3 separate regions of the Mus musculus genome follow, and all the other regions are linked to region 2. A link is a contact called in public Hi-C data. All regions are on one chromosome and are shown on one strand. Each heading gives the region's core, a stretch centred on a gene start, on an enhancer-like site or on the middle of the called end of the contact. The rest is flanking DNA. Distances are from core to core; before and after follow the strand shown.

The links. A called contact is a pair of places that touch in the nucleus more often than the background predicts.
Region 1: a contact with region 2 is called in a Hi-C map of cerebral cortex, with 4 times the contacts expected there. The contact joins two enhancer-like sites. A contact is called at or near these places in 8 of 484 Hi-C or Micro-C datasets (the AML12 cell line, the N1E-115 cell line, cerebral cortex and 3 more) and 1 of 115 datasets of contacts at active chromatin or transcription factors (differentiating embryonic stem cells).
Region 3: a Hi-C map of cerebral cortex shows a contact between it and region 2, with 2.9 times the contacts expected there. The contact joins two enhancer-like sites. A contact is called at or near these places in 5 of 484 Hi-C or Micro-C datasets (the N1E-115 cell line, cerebral cortex, embryonic stem cells and 2 more).

Annotation. Positions count from the first base shown.
Region 1 is chr12:28,887,777-28,892,118 of GRCm38.p6, forward strand. No RefSeq gene overlaps it. Among named protein-coding and RNA genes, the nearest start is that of Gm31508, 20 kb to the right of the region's middle. Within about 2 kb of position 1,430, at least 16 of the 459 cell types and tissues checked have an H3K27ac peak or open chromatin away from gene starts, as enhancers often do. A contact at or near this core is called in cerebral cortex, where this site is marked.
Region 2 is chr12:29,127,565-29,131,828 of GRCm38.p6, forward strand. No RefSeq gene overlaps it. Among named protein-coding and RNA genes, the nearest start is that of Gm31333, 12 kb to the right of the region's middle. Within about 2 kb of position 1,502, at least 23 of the 459 cell types and tissues checked have an H3K27ac peak or open chromatin away from gene starts, as enhancers often do. A contact at or near this core is called in cerebral cortex, muscle stem cells and neural progenitor cells, where this site is marked.
Region 3 is chr12:28,972,489-28,976,258 of GRCm38.p6, forward strand. The region is part of intron 1 of Gm31508 (predicted gene, 31508); the gene reads left to right. Among named protein-coding and RNA genes, the nearest start is that of Gm31508, 64 kb to the left of the region's middle. Within about 2 kb of position 2,188, at least 54 of the 459 cell types and tissues checked have an H3K27ac peak or open chromatin away from gene starts, as enhancers often do. A contact at or near this core is called in cerebral cortex, muscle stem cells and neural progenitor cells, where this site is marked.

The DNA.
Region 1 (4,342 bases), core at 180-2,679, 240 kb before region 2:
CACTATGTTGTGAGATATGAGTTCTCTTTAAGTCTGTGGTTTTCAACCAAGGCGTTCTTGCTGCCCTCGGGACTTTTGGGAATCTTTGCAGACAACTTAGAATGTCCCAGTTATGGGGTGTTACTGGCATCTAGTGGATAGAGATCAGGCATGGCGTACCACATCCTGGAGCACAGCAGACAGTCTGCTCACAGATACTCAAGTCAGAAACGCAAACCATGCATATGCTAAGAAGCCCTTGTGTAAAGCTGGAGGAGGTGGGCTTGGACCATAAGGACTGTCTCACACGATGCAAGGTGATTTTAGTGTGTGCCATAGATGGAATTTAATCTCCTAACTTTACATGTTTTAGCTTAATCTTCATTGTAATGGCATTTGGAAATGAGACCATAGATGGTGTCCTCATCATAAGATCAGTGCCCTGTTGCAAAGAGAGGCCAGGGTGATCTGTCTCATTAAAGACATGTGCTGTATGGAAGCAGAGAGAAGGACTTTCCAGCACCTGGCCCTGTTGGCACTCTGGTCATGGTCTTGCATCTTACAGGACTATAAAAAAGTCAATGTCTGCTGACTAAGCTGCTGGTCTGCTGTGTTCCATAATAGAGCCCGGGCTGATAAATGCATTGTGCTTCTCTGGGTCTGCTGCAGATATGCACAGCATGCTAAGCAAACCTGTGAGGCACATTAGAGTCCCTATGCACTCTGCAGTTTACCTGATGGCTATGGTCATGGCCAGGTGGGAGAGGAAGGCAAGAGGAACACAAGGGACTCCCACTTGTGGCCACACGTAAGTGTCCCTGGTCCTATGCTCAGGCCAGCTGAGTACAGAGGGAACGCAGGACTCCAAGGCACTGTGGCAGCGTCACAGGTGGAGACGAGGGCCTGTCCCTAGGCCCTGTAGGAGGTCTGTGAGTACTGTCTGGGTACAAACCACCTGAACTTCAGACAAGCGGAGTCAGAGTGAAGTGTGATGATCCTGGATGATCCGAGTCTCTCCCTGACTTGACCACTGAGTGCAACATCAGAGTGGTGGCGAGGTATTGTTATCTCTTGTCTCCATTAACCCCCATCAAACAGGTCCACTGGTCTGACCCATAGATTTCACTTGTAGGTTTTTTTTTTGTTTTTTTTTTGTTTTGTTTTGTTTTTTTCTTTTCAGTATTGAGAGAGAAGCCCAAGCCTTCTTTGGAAGGTCTGAGCAGATGAGGTGTCGCCCTTATCATAATTCTTGGCACACTCAGCTGAGCACACACAGAAAAATCGTTAGTTACCCTTCGCTTTGACAGAAGTATCATTTTTGCAGTCGAGATCTGCAGATAATTAAAAAGAGCATGGCTCCCAACTCCCCGTCACTGCCTTCCCTCTGACGGTGCAGTGCCCTGAATAGAATCCTTCTCAGGTACTCTGACTGACAGCTGGAAGGATCTAGCCCAGCCACCGGGGAGTGCTAGCTCTGCAGACAGGATTTCATGGCACAGTGCTGGGGGAAGCAGCACACAGCCTGCTCAGATCACTTGAGCGATATGGTTTAGTGAAGCAAAGAGAGCCACTGAGAGAAGACAGCTCTGCCCAGGCTTTGATTTAAGAACCCATGTTGTGCCAGTGGAGGGAAGTCATTCACCTGAATGATTCTGTTAGCCATTAGTGTTGCGCTGGGCTCTCTTAACAAAGCCCATAGGAAGCTGCTCTCTCCAGCCCCCACCTCTCTAGGGAAGAGAGGGGACAAAGCCGGAAAACTGGTACCCTGGACAGCAGTTTCTAGTCCTAGCTGACTATGAGGCCTTAAGAGCTCATTTTTTTGCCACCCATTCCCTAGCCCAGCCAGAATGCAGGTCAGACTTTGTTTTCAAGGTCAGGGAAATGTGTGTTTCCTGCTTTAAGAAACCTTCTTAGTTTGCTACAAATACAGGCTCACAGGTAAGCAACAATAGGGAGGGTCTGTAGATTCTTTACACAGATTCTCTCCATAAAACATATTGTAGGCTACCTTCTAAGATTGTCACAGCTAGGCTACCAGCTATAACACAAACCACCCCCCCCCTACACAGATTCCCTGCCTCTGCCCATTTATGCCTGTGTGTGTGGTTCTATACCACTTTTGTGTACCTTGTAATCAAGAGGCAGAGTTACCCATGACTACCTGCCCTGTGCCTGAGATGGGGCCACTACATGAGGAAGCCACAGGTCACTGTAGATGGACTGTCCACCTCTTTATTAAAGTGGACTGTGGCACTGTCAATAGCAAAGAAAGAGCAAGAGTGAGCAAGCAAAAGAGATAGATGCTGGAAAAGTCCTGTTGACCATGACTCTGGGAGCGGTGTGTACCAGTCAGGGAAGGGATGGTGGTAGCTGTTCTCTACCGAGCACTTCTGTGAGGGAAGCATGAAAGAGATATAGGTGTGCCTACTACTGAATGAATGAGCACCCAGAGTGTGTCGAGGTTTCCACTTTCAGTGGCTCTAACCAGGTTACTGCTACTTCTGTTGAGCTCTGCTGGCGCGTGGTGGCGGCCAGAAGCATTTTCATGGCACCAGGAGGGTATTAGGCACTGCAGGATTTGGTGTCTGTTGTCACATGCTGTGATGAGGACCTTCATCCTGAGCCATGGATGAGAAGTTTAATTTATCACTCTGGTTGCCATGGCCGTTCCTCTGTTCATGTTCATATTGTGGCATGTAGGTCCCAGCACACTGGTGTCCAGTGTTCTCTTGCAAAGCTGATGCCTGGTCTTTTGCGGTGATTGGTACATATTGCTGGCTTTGGTGTGGTGCTAGTGTGGTTAGTGTGGTGCTAGTGTGGGGCTGGCATAGTTAGTGTGATGTTAGCATGGCTAGCATGGTGCTGACATGGGATTAGCATGGTTAGTGGGGTACTTGTGTGGTGTCAGTGTGGTATACTAGCATTGTTCTAACCTGCTGCTGGTATGGTGTTAGTTTAGCACTAGGTGGTATCCGTGTCTGTGTGGTGTTCTATGGTGTTTGGAGATAGCAGTGATGCACTGGAAGAGCCCTGCCTTTCAGCCACACAGACACAGGTTCAAATCCAGGTTGCATCCTTTATCCCAACATAAGCTCTTCATGCCTCAGTTTCCTCTCTCAGACTTATACTAATGCACCTTTCTTTGCAAGTATCGGAAGTGAGAGAATTCAGGACCTTGATTAACTGGGTGCCTGACTAATCACTGAAGAGTCCAGTGAGGTTTCTGACCCTCAATCAGTGAGTTGAAAACTTCTGCTTTCTGATGCTGGAGCCCATGGGTGAGGCTATACAATCCCCCGCCTGCCACTTACTGTCTCCAGGAGGCAGAACGTTATGTCCACTATATACAGAGAGAATAACATTCAAGGACTCAAGACCACAGAAGGTGTCTGTCCAGCTGTGCTCCCACATTCATGCCATTAAGCATGTCTGCGTGACATACTGTGACAATGTGCTCAGGTTGCTACAGAGACATTGAACATCACAGCAGTTAGGGAAGGTAGGTATTCGCAGAATTGGGACATCTCCACAGGTAAATTATCATTAAGCACAACTTCCTGCATTCTCAGTCATAAAACTACAGCAAACTCATAGCATCATGAGGACTAAATGCTTCAGAATCCAAGCACTCATGGTAAATTCTTCTCTGTCTTTTCCCTCCCTTCTTTTCCAGGACCCCAGCTGCCTAGACTCTGGCCCTCATGCAAGGGCCTTTGGTTCCAGGCATTTTGAATACTGCATACCCTCAGAAAGTGTCCCTAGATGCAATGTCTTTCCCCCTCCACTCCCACCCCCGCTTTCGGAGAGCAGGCTTCTGTGCCTGTCAGAAAGGATGCTTTGTTTGCAAAAGAGGGCTAGACTTCTGGCTCAAGATGACAGATTGGGCTCAGTGTTTATTTCCTTCCCAAGATCTCTTTAACATGAGCTGGGAGATAAGCCATCAGCACATGACTTTTAGGAGACTGTCTGGAGCACAGGCTGACGGGTGGAGGAGGTGTTCTTGCTCAGCAGGTACAAATGGTGTGTGCATCTGATGGAGGAGCAGACCAGGGAAGCAGAGTGGATGCTGAATACACGGTATTACAGTGGAGGTGAACTGAGCAGAGACAGCCAATTCTAGGCAGATCTACCTTTCGAGGCACCAGCAATGGCAGCTGTCACTCCACTCATGGAGAGGGCATCTTTCTTCTCTAAAGATCCTGAGAGAACAGTGTATGTGTGCGGGGTGGGGGTGGGGGCAGAATTGGTGGAGTGTTGGTACCTTGGAGTAAAAGATGACTCATTGTGATATTTGGAAACTCCTGCTCACTTCCAAAGAAAAGCCTGCCACCAACCTGCAGCACATCACTCTCAAACATGCCTG
Region 2 (4,264 bases), core at 252-2,751:
CTTTAGAACTTCACAAACCTGATTTACATGCCAATCACTTAGATGTGCCAGAGTTGTTAGCAGCCAGAAAGATTTTATCCCACAACAAGGCTCAAGAATGCTGCGAACTGCCCCACACTAGTCCTGAGGTCTCTGCCAAATTAACTTTTACTCACCTCTCCACTAAGCATAGTTCTGTCTGGCCTGGTGAGCCAGGCATCAACTGCCACCTTTCTCATGCCTAACTCCCTCAGTCCTCACTATCATGTAGACTTCATTCACTCTCTACACTGTCTAATTCTTCCCACTGGTTCCACGCTTTGGATCCCATGAGGGCTTCTTTAGGACAGATCTAATTTTTGCTCTTTGCCTTATGACTCCCCAGAGCTGTGAGGAACAGAACATCAGTATGTCTTATTCCTCTTATCCTTTTTTTTCTGCTAAGTCAGAGACGAATCTAAGCGATGCCTCCCACATCCCTCTTTCTCATTGTAATTCCTTCCTTGCAAGGGCATGTTCCCTATGGGTAGATAGGTCAACCTCGGTTGTATGTCTTATTACACATCTCAGGGTGCATACGACTGCCACCAGAGCTTCCTGGAAATCTCATTCCATACGTGTTATTTTCAGGTACTGTATGGTACATTTTTCAGTCCTTCCATCTCTGTTTCATGGGTTGGCCCCTTGTCACGGAGGCTCACTGTTCCATGCTACATCAGAAAAAGATGATGGTCCTGGGATCCAGGCACAGATATTCCACTCTTAGGTGGCCCAGCCTCAGCTGCATTTCTTATTATCCATGATAGACATGCAACCTCTCTTCCCAGACTCATCCTTGGATCTGTCATGTCCCAGTTCAGCTACCAATCCGTTGTGTTCTTTTTTCCAGGGAAACACAAAGAAATAGCTTTCTCCCCCGGATAGAGAACCGACATATGAAGGAAATTATTTTTTTTCCAGGTCTGGTTTGGTTGAGCCAGTGAGTTTATTAGAACTATTTATAGGCACGTAGCTGACAGGTTACTTATAGAAGCACGGTTGACTCAGAAGCGGCTGTCTCACTGTAAAACCCCACTCCATCATGGGTGATGAGTGAAAGCCCCAGCTCCAGTGTCCCAGCTGCTGGAGAATCTCAGTTGAGGGTCTGACAATGTTTCCTCTTTCCCCAATTCTAAAAGGAAATGTTAATAGCTCTCTTATGACCACAGCAGACCTTGCTATCACTATACTTCCCTGTGTATTTTGTTGCCATGGCTACAGTTTGAAGGTATTCTGAAGGCCAATGTTTGTTTAGACCTGTATGAAGTATTCCCACTATAACAAGAGCCTTGATGACCCTGTTGAGGCCCCTCATCCGTTTCTGTCTTGATGGCAGAACTCTGCTGACTTTGCTTCCATCTACTCCAACAACGGGGCCTTGGGAACCTTTGCACCTCATCCGACAGCTTCATCACTGGTGGGGATCTAGCAACATCTGCTCTGGTGAGAGAGTGGCTCCTGCTGTCTGGTCACGGTTTTGCAGGGGAGTCTGGATCTTCACCAGGGCTTCCTTTACCATACCAGCTGTGCCTCCCGCTCAGCAGCCCTGCATCGAAGCCAGCCGCTTGGAAGACACACAAGGGCACAAGGGCACGCGTCTCCTGAAGAGGGTTGAGCAGCTTTAGCCGGTTGTTGTCTCAGAGCTGAGCTTTGGTACCAGGAGCCCATGCCTTTGGAAATGGTAGAGTGAATAGGAATCCACAGAAATGTTACTGGGCATTTAGGGGAGTTCCCTAAGACTTGTCACATATTGGTCCTCTCTTGGGGTTCTTGATCTCAATAAAATAATTTGAGAATGGACTAAAAGGAAACCCCAGGGCCATTTCATTAGAATTAAAAAAAAAAAAAACAAAAAAACCTCACGACAGGCAAACTGTAAATTTTATCAGTTGCCTGGGGAAGGAGATGAGGAGGCAGAGAAACTCCATTGAACTAAGCTGGCATGAAGGTCGGCCATGTGCCAGAGAAACAGCTGTGTTCAGAGGAAGAGAAGGGAAACGGAGGATTTCAAAGAGACAGAAGAGAAGAAAGGGGAGTAATGATAACTTCCTGAGTCAGAGAGAGTAGCAGGACCTCACGGGGACTTGTAGTGGCTGGATCAGGACCAGGAATTCTTATAAGGAAAAATACATTATCTCATTAGCTGGGCAACTGTTCCTGCACCTTCTCAGTGTAGTTTAAGGTAGATTGGCCTTCCTGGAGTGGCCCCACCTTCCTAAGTGGTGGTCCCTTAGCCGGGGGCGGCCTTCCCAGCTGGATTAACTCTCTTATATTTAGGGAAGTTTGGAATTTCAGGCCTCTACACAGTCCAGGGAATTCACTTTCCCTGATGGGTATTCACAGAGCTCTGTAACAGAACCTGCAGGGAGGAAGAGAAGGAATCCTGATGTCTTAGAGATAGACATCCATCTGTCTACAGAGTCACATCCAAGGCCTGGGGCATAGAGCCAGGCCATGTCCCAGTTAGAGTCGGAGGGGAGTGTGCTGTACCTTCTGACTGACAGGTGATGTCCCCCTTGACAGATGTTCCTTTTGACAGGTACTGCCTAGCACTTCTGGCAGCTGCTTCCTGTCCCTCCTGACAAATACTGTTCCTCCTGACAGGTGCTGTCCCTCATGACAGGTGTTGTTTCTCTTCCCTTCCTGATTGACAGGTGCTGCCCCTCCTGACTGACAGGTGCTGTCTTTCTGCCCCTCCTGACTGACAGGTGCTGCCTCTCCTGACAGGTGCTGCCTTTCTGCCCCTCCTGACTGACAGGTGCTACCCCTCCTGATTGACAGGTGGTGCCCTTCCTGACAGGTGCTTCCTCTCCTGTCAGATACTGGCTCTCCTGACAGGTGCTGTCCTTCTGCCCTTCCTGACTGACAGGTGTCATCCCTCTTGACTGACAGGTGCTGCCCTTCTGATTGACAGGTGCTGCTCCTCCTGACCAGAAGTGGTTTCCTTCATAAATAGTTAACAGAAGGTCTAGGAACCAACATTCTAACTCACGTTTTCACATGGATCTCAAAGCATCAGAGTCACAACCTTACATGGATTCTAGACTCTACAGCATGGAGTCACAGGATGCTAAAGCCTCACCGCAGTGTGTAAGGACAGGTTCATGCGGCCCCTGGTTGAGAACGTTCTGGGAACAGAGGTTGCAAAGATGCTCCAAGAGATGGATCCTTGAGGAAGTAGGACAAGGGGCCCCATCAAGGGGTAGGAGATAGAGTGGGACCAGCAGCTAGCTATACCTCCCCAGGGCTGCCGATGTTCCCTGGGTCTGGGTGCTCACTTTGATGAGAAGACAAACCAGACAAAGGAAAGAAAGTGTAGGAGGGGAGAGCACTATCTTCAGAGGTCTCTCTCGGGAAGATATAAAGCTCAGAGTAGCAAGGCTTCTGCTTAGTTTGTTAAGGGTTCCTCCTGGCTGTGCCAGCCTGTGGCTTTCCACATAGGGTACTGACACCAGATGCATTCTTGCAGAGACCAGCTCTAGCTGTCTGCACTGTGCATCTCTCTCTCTCTCTCTCTCTCTCTCTCTCTCTCTCTCTCTCTCTCTCTCTCTCTCTCTCTCCTCTGTGTGTGTGTGTGTGTGTGAGAGAGAGAGAGAGATAGAGGCAGAAGCAGGTGGAGAGAATTTCACAATGTCACAGAGCACTGCCACCGTGTGCAGAGGGAGCGAGAGCACCTGTCTGCACGAGGCAGCAGACAGCAGATGACATACATGGGTGTTGTTGGCTTGCTTAGTTCCCCCCTCCTTCACACCCTGCTTGTGTGAACTGCAAGATGCCAGGTGCATGGAGACTTCTGTGCCACACTCTTGAGACAGTGACACCATCTGATGTCTGTCCACGTCTTCAGAAGAAGTGTCAGCTGTGGTGTCTTTGTGGTCAGTTGAGGAATTTTTCAGGAGAAAAAGATCTGTGTCCAACTTGGTTGGTGGCTCAGCTTTGCCTCTGCTCCCAGTGGGGTCTGCTGTCTTTCTCCTGCTCTGCTGAGGTTGTGTTCCCCCCAGCCTGCTGCAGGTGGGATGGGATGGGATGGGATGGGATGGGATGGGATGGGATGGGATGTGAGATGATCTGACTTCCTCCCTAGTGTGACAGGATGGTCTCGGTGTATTTATAAGCTCAAAATGCAACTCTTTATTTGTAGCCACACTAAGACCTGGGTGATATTGTAGACCAGAGGCTATGTGTGGCCTACAGACCACACCATTTCCCCTCAAGTCCTTCTTCTCTTATCTACTCTCTCTCTCTC
Region 3 (3,770 bases), core at 938-3,437, 150 kb before region 2:
GCAGTAGATCACATGACATCCACAGTGAAGAAGCAGACAGAGATGACTGTTGATTCTTAGCTCACATTCTCCTTTTCCTTCAGTCTGGGACCCCAGGCCATGGAGTATGTGTAACATGCTGCCCATACTAAGCATAGGTATTCCCACCTCAGTTAACCCAGTCTATATATATCTTATATATATCTTAAAGACATGGTCAAAGGTTTCTCTCTGAAGTGATTCTAGATCTACCAAGTTGACAATCAGTATTAAACACCACTAGTTTACAGCATCTAGTTACAAAAGTAGGAAGGCTGAGTTAGCCAGGGATTAGATTCAAGAAAAGCATGGGGAAATTTATATTTTTAAAAAATGTGTTTAGTTGAAATAGAATTATACAGCTTCCCCTTTTCTTTTCCTCCCTCAAGTCTCTTCTAGATATCCTCCTCAAATCCCTCCCATGCCCTCCCACTCTCAAGATGATCGCCTCTTTCTCTCTGGTTATATTGTGTGTGTGTGTGTGTGTGTGTGTGTGTGTGTGTGTGTGTGTGCATATATACATCTGTGTACACACACACACGCACATTGATGCTTGTATGTATATGGTTTCAAGGCTGATCACTCTGTATTGAACAACCAATAAAAGCACTCATTGCTGGAAAGGCTAATTTTCATCCCAGCTGTCAAGAATTGCCCAATTGCCTACAGTTCTTTGCCTAGGGGTGGAACCCTGTGAAATTTTCTTCCTTTTACACTGATATGTCCATTAATACTGCTACTGATCCAGTCTTGTTTATATGGGTTTCTCCTCCTCCCTCTCCTCCTCTTCCTTCTCTTCCTCTCCTTTCCTCCTTTTCTCCTCCTCTGACCCACTGAATCCAGTGTGTGCTCCCTATATTCACATAGGTTTGAGGTCACCCACTGGAGAGTTGTGGACCTACCAGAAGATACACCCTTAAGGAAAACTGAGTCTGCCTTCCCAAGGAGCCATTAACTGCCAATAGCTCCATAGCTACAGGTGGGAGGTTGTGAGCTTGCAGACTGGCTTGTTCTTGTACAGGTCTTGTGCGGACAGCCACATGTGCTGTGAGTTCATGAGTCCTGTGGTATTTTTATGTCCAAAAAATACTGTTTCACCAGAGTCCTTTTTGATCTCTGGTTTTTAAGGTCTTTCTACTCCCTCTTCCTCCACAGTCCCTAAGTCTTAATTTGGTTTTGTTAATGTGTCTCCTATCTTTCTTTTAAATTTTGTTATGAAAAAATTTAAAATTTAAATGTACTTGAAGAGGCACAGACACCACAATTAACCAATCTAATCATTATCCTTACCTACAATTATCAATATGTTATCAGATTCTCCTATCTGCTTACCACTGTCAATAACGGACACCTGTTTCACCTGTAGATGCTTTTGTCTGTGTCTTTAAAACTAAAAGGTTTAAATGTGACTATGCTTCCATACCTAACAAGATTCATAGTGTATTGGCATTCTATCTACTCAGCTCTCATCTATCTATCTATCTATCTATCTATCTATCTATCTATCTATCCATCCATCTATCCTTTCCTTGGCTGTCCTTGGAGATTCCTGGAGATCATTCCACATGGGAGAGAACACACACTTGGCATGCTAGTGAGAGCTCATGAGAAGCAGGGTCCCAAGCCTGATGCCCATGAGCTGGCATTACTGTGCTGTGCTCACAAGGACTTCATTTAGATATGTTTATGGATTCTGGGTCCTTAAGTCATTATAGTGAGATAAAGTGCCTCTTGCCTGAAAGCAGAGAGGGCAAAGCAGGTGTTAAAATCTTTTCTAAGTTTGGGTATGGTGGTTCATGTCTATAATTCTAGCACTAGTAGGGCAAAGGCAGAGAGAGTGTGTTCAGAGCCTGCAGCCAGTCTGGGCTACATAGTGAGTTCCAACCCAGACTGGGCTGCAGAAAGATACCCTGTCTTGAAAACATTTCCAGCAATGGGGTCAATGGTTCTTTGACAAATAAAAGTCCTGAAGCCACAGCTTTTCAGCTCTGTGTGCACCTGTTTGCCTTGAGCTTGCCACTGTCAGCCAACATTTGAATTAGAGGCCTCAGCCTTCCATGTAAAGGCTCCATTTCAGTTTGAGGACTTTTGAGCAAGGCTCAGGGCCATCCTTTGTAATGTGTGCCAGTGTTTCCCAGCTCGAACTGAAGCATTACCATGGCAACAGAGAGCATGTGAAACCGACAGGTTCCAGAATGAACTGTTTGAGGCACACCAACGCAGAGCGCCGAGGGAGAGCTTTATTTTCTACATGATGGCACATCTGCTGTTAAGGAATGTTAACTCGGTATTTCTTTCTTCTCAAAAAGCATTGCTGGTGCAGGGCAGGGAGATGACCTGGAAGATGAGAAGAAAAAAGAAAACTACTCCAGTTCTTGGTGGGGTGTCCTGGCTGGACCTTGGTGGGTCCTGTCTGAGCTGGTGGCTCTGTGGCTCCCCCTGCAGGCAAGCCACTGTGCCCTTCTCTGATGGTGTTTGTAGAGTCTCTGTCCTGAGCTCTCTGTGGACAGGAGAGGAGACAGGAGGTGGGGTGGGTGGACAAAGGATAACATAGACTGGAATGCGGTGGCATAAGGGCTGTGCCACTGAGAACAGGAAGTACAATGGTCTGCCAGAGGCTGGGAGCAGCTCTTTACTGGAGATGAGAGCTGTGCTCAGGCTCAGGCAGAATTAAGGTGCAGGTGGGTGGGTGGGGGAGGGTGCAGTGAAGGGTGCAGAAGGTAAAGGGTAGGTGGAGGTGGGGAGGGTAGAGAGGTGGTGGAGGGGGCTGGGTTGGAGGTGGGTGGTGTGACTTGTAGGTCATGGTACAAGTGGGATAGAGAGTGTATGGAGATGTGTGAATGCACTGGTGAGGTGAAACCAGACGGGCTGAGGGAGGAGGTGAGTTGGGGTGGAACTGCGGTTAAACACATCAGGAATGCTTCAGCAAGCCAAAAAGCTTTTGCGCACAATGTATAGTGTGACTGGCTTTGCTGTCCAACACAGCACTGTGCACAGGCATGCTTGCTGTACAATACACAGCACCATGCACAGTCACTGTGTCCTCTACCATACAGTGTGGCAGGCTGTGCTGTACAATACACAGCACCAGGGGCAGGCAATGTCTCATTCACCATGCACTAGAGCTTGGCTACGGAGCGTGACTAGAGTGTTTCTAAGATGGAGAAACAGAATCAAATTCTTCAGGGTAGAAGCAGTAATTATATTGATGTTCATACATGCACGCGCATGCGCGCGCATACACACACACACACACACACGTACAACAGACTGAGGTTTCAGAGATACAGTACTAGACACCTTTGGGGTGGGCCCCTTGGTGCCTATGTGCACCATTGAGTTTAGAGTCCTGGGTCAAGGGCAGAGGCCCTGCTGCAGCATGACTGTCTATGAGAGGGCTCTAGCCAGCCAAGAACTTCTGTGTCTGACTGTCCTTGCTGCCTGTCTGTCCTGGTTCCTGTTCTCTCCTTGGTTTTATGGTGAGGGAGGTGTGTCTGCCTCCCTCTCTGAGTAAGTAAGGGCTTACTCTGCAGGGAGGTCCGACTCAGAGAACAGGGCAATGATGCCTCTTCCTGTGTAGGAAGTGGAACGGACCCAGACCCAGGCCAGCCCTTCCTCAGGCAGTTCCTCCTGTTTCTACCCACCTGCTACTAGGCATCTGTCCTTTGTTTCTTTGCCTCCTCTCTTTTCAAACAATGGTTTCTGTCTTGACCCCTCTCCTTCCTTTACCTATCAGCATCTTTTCTGCTTGC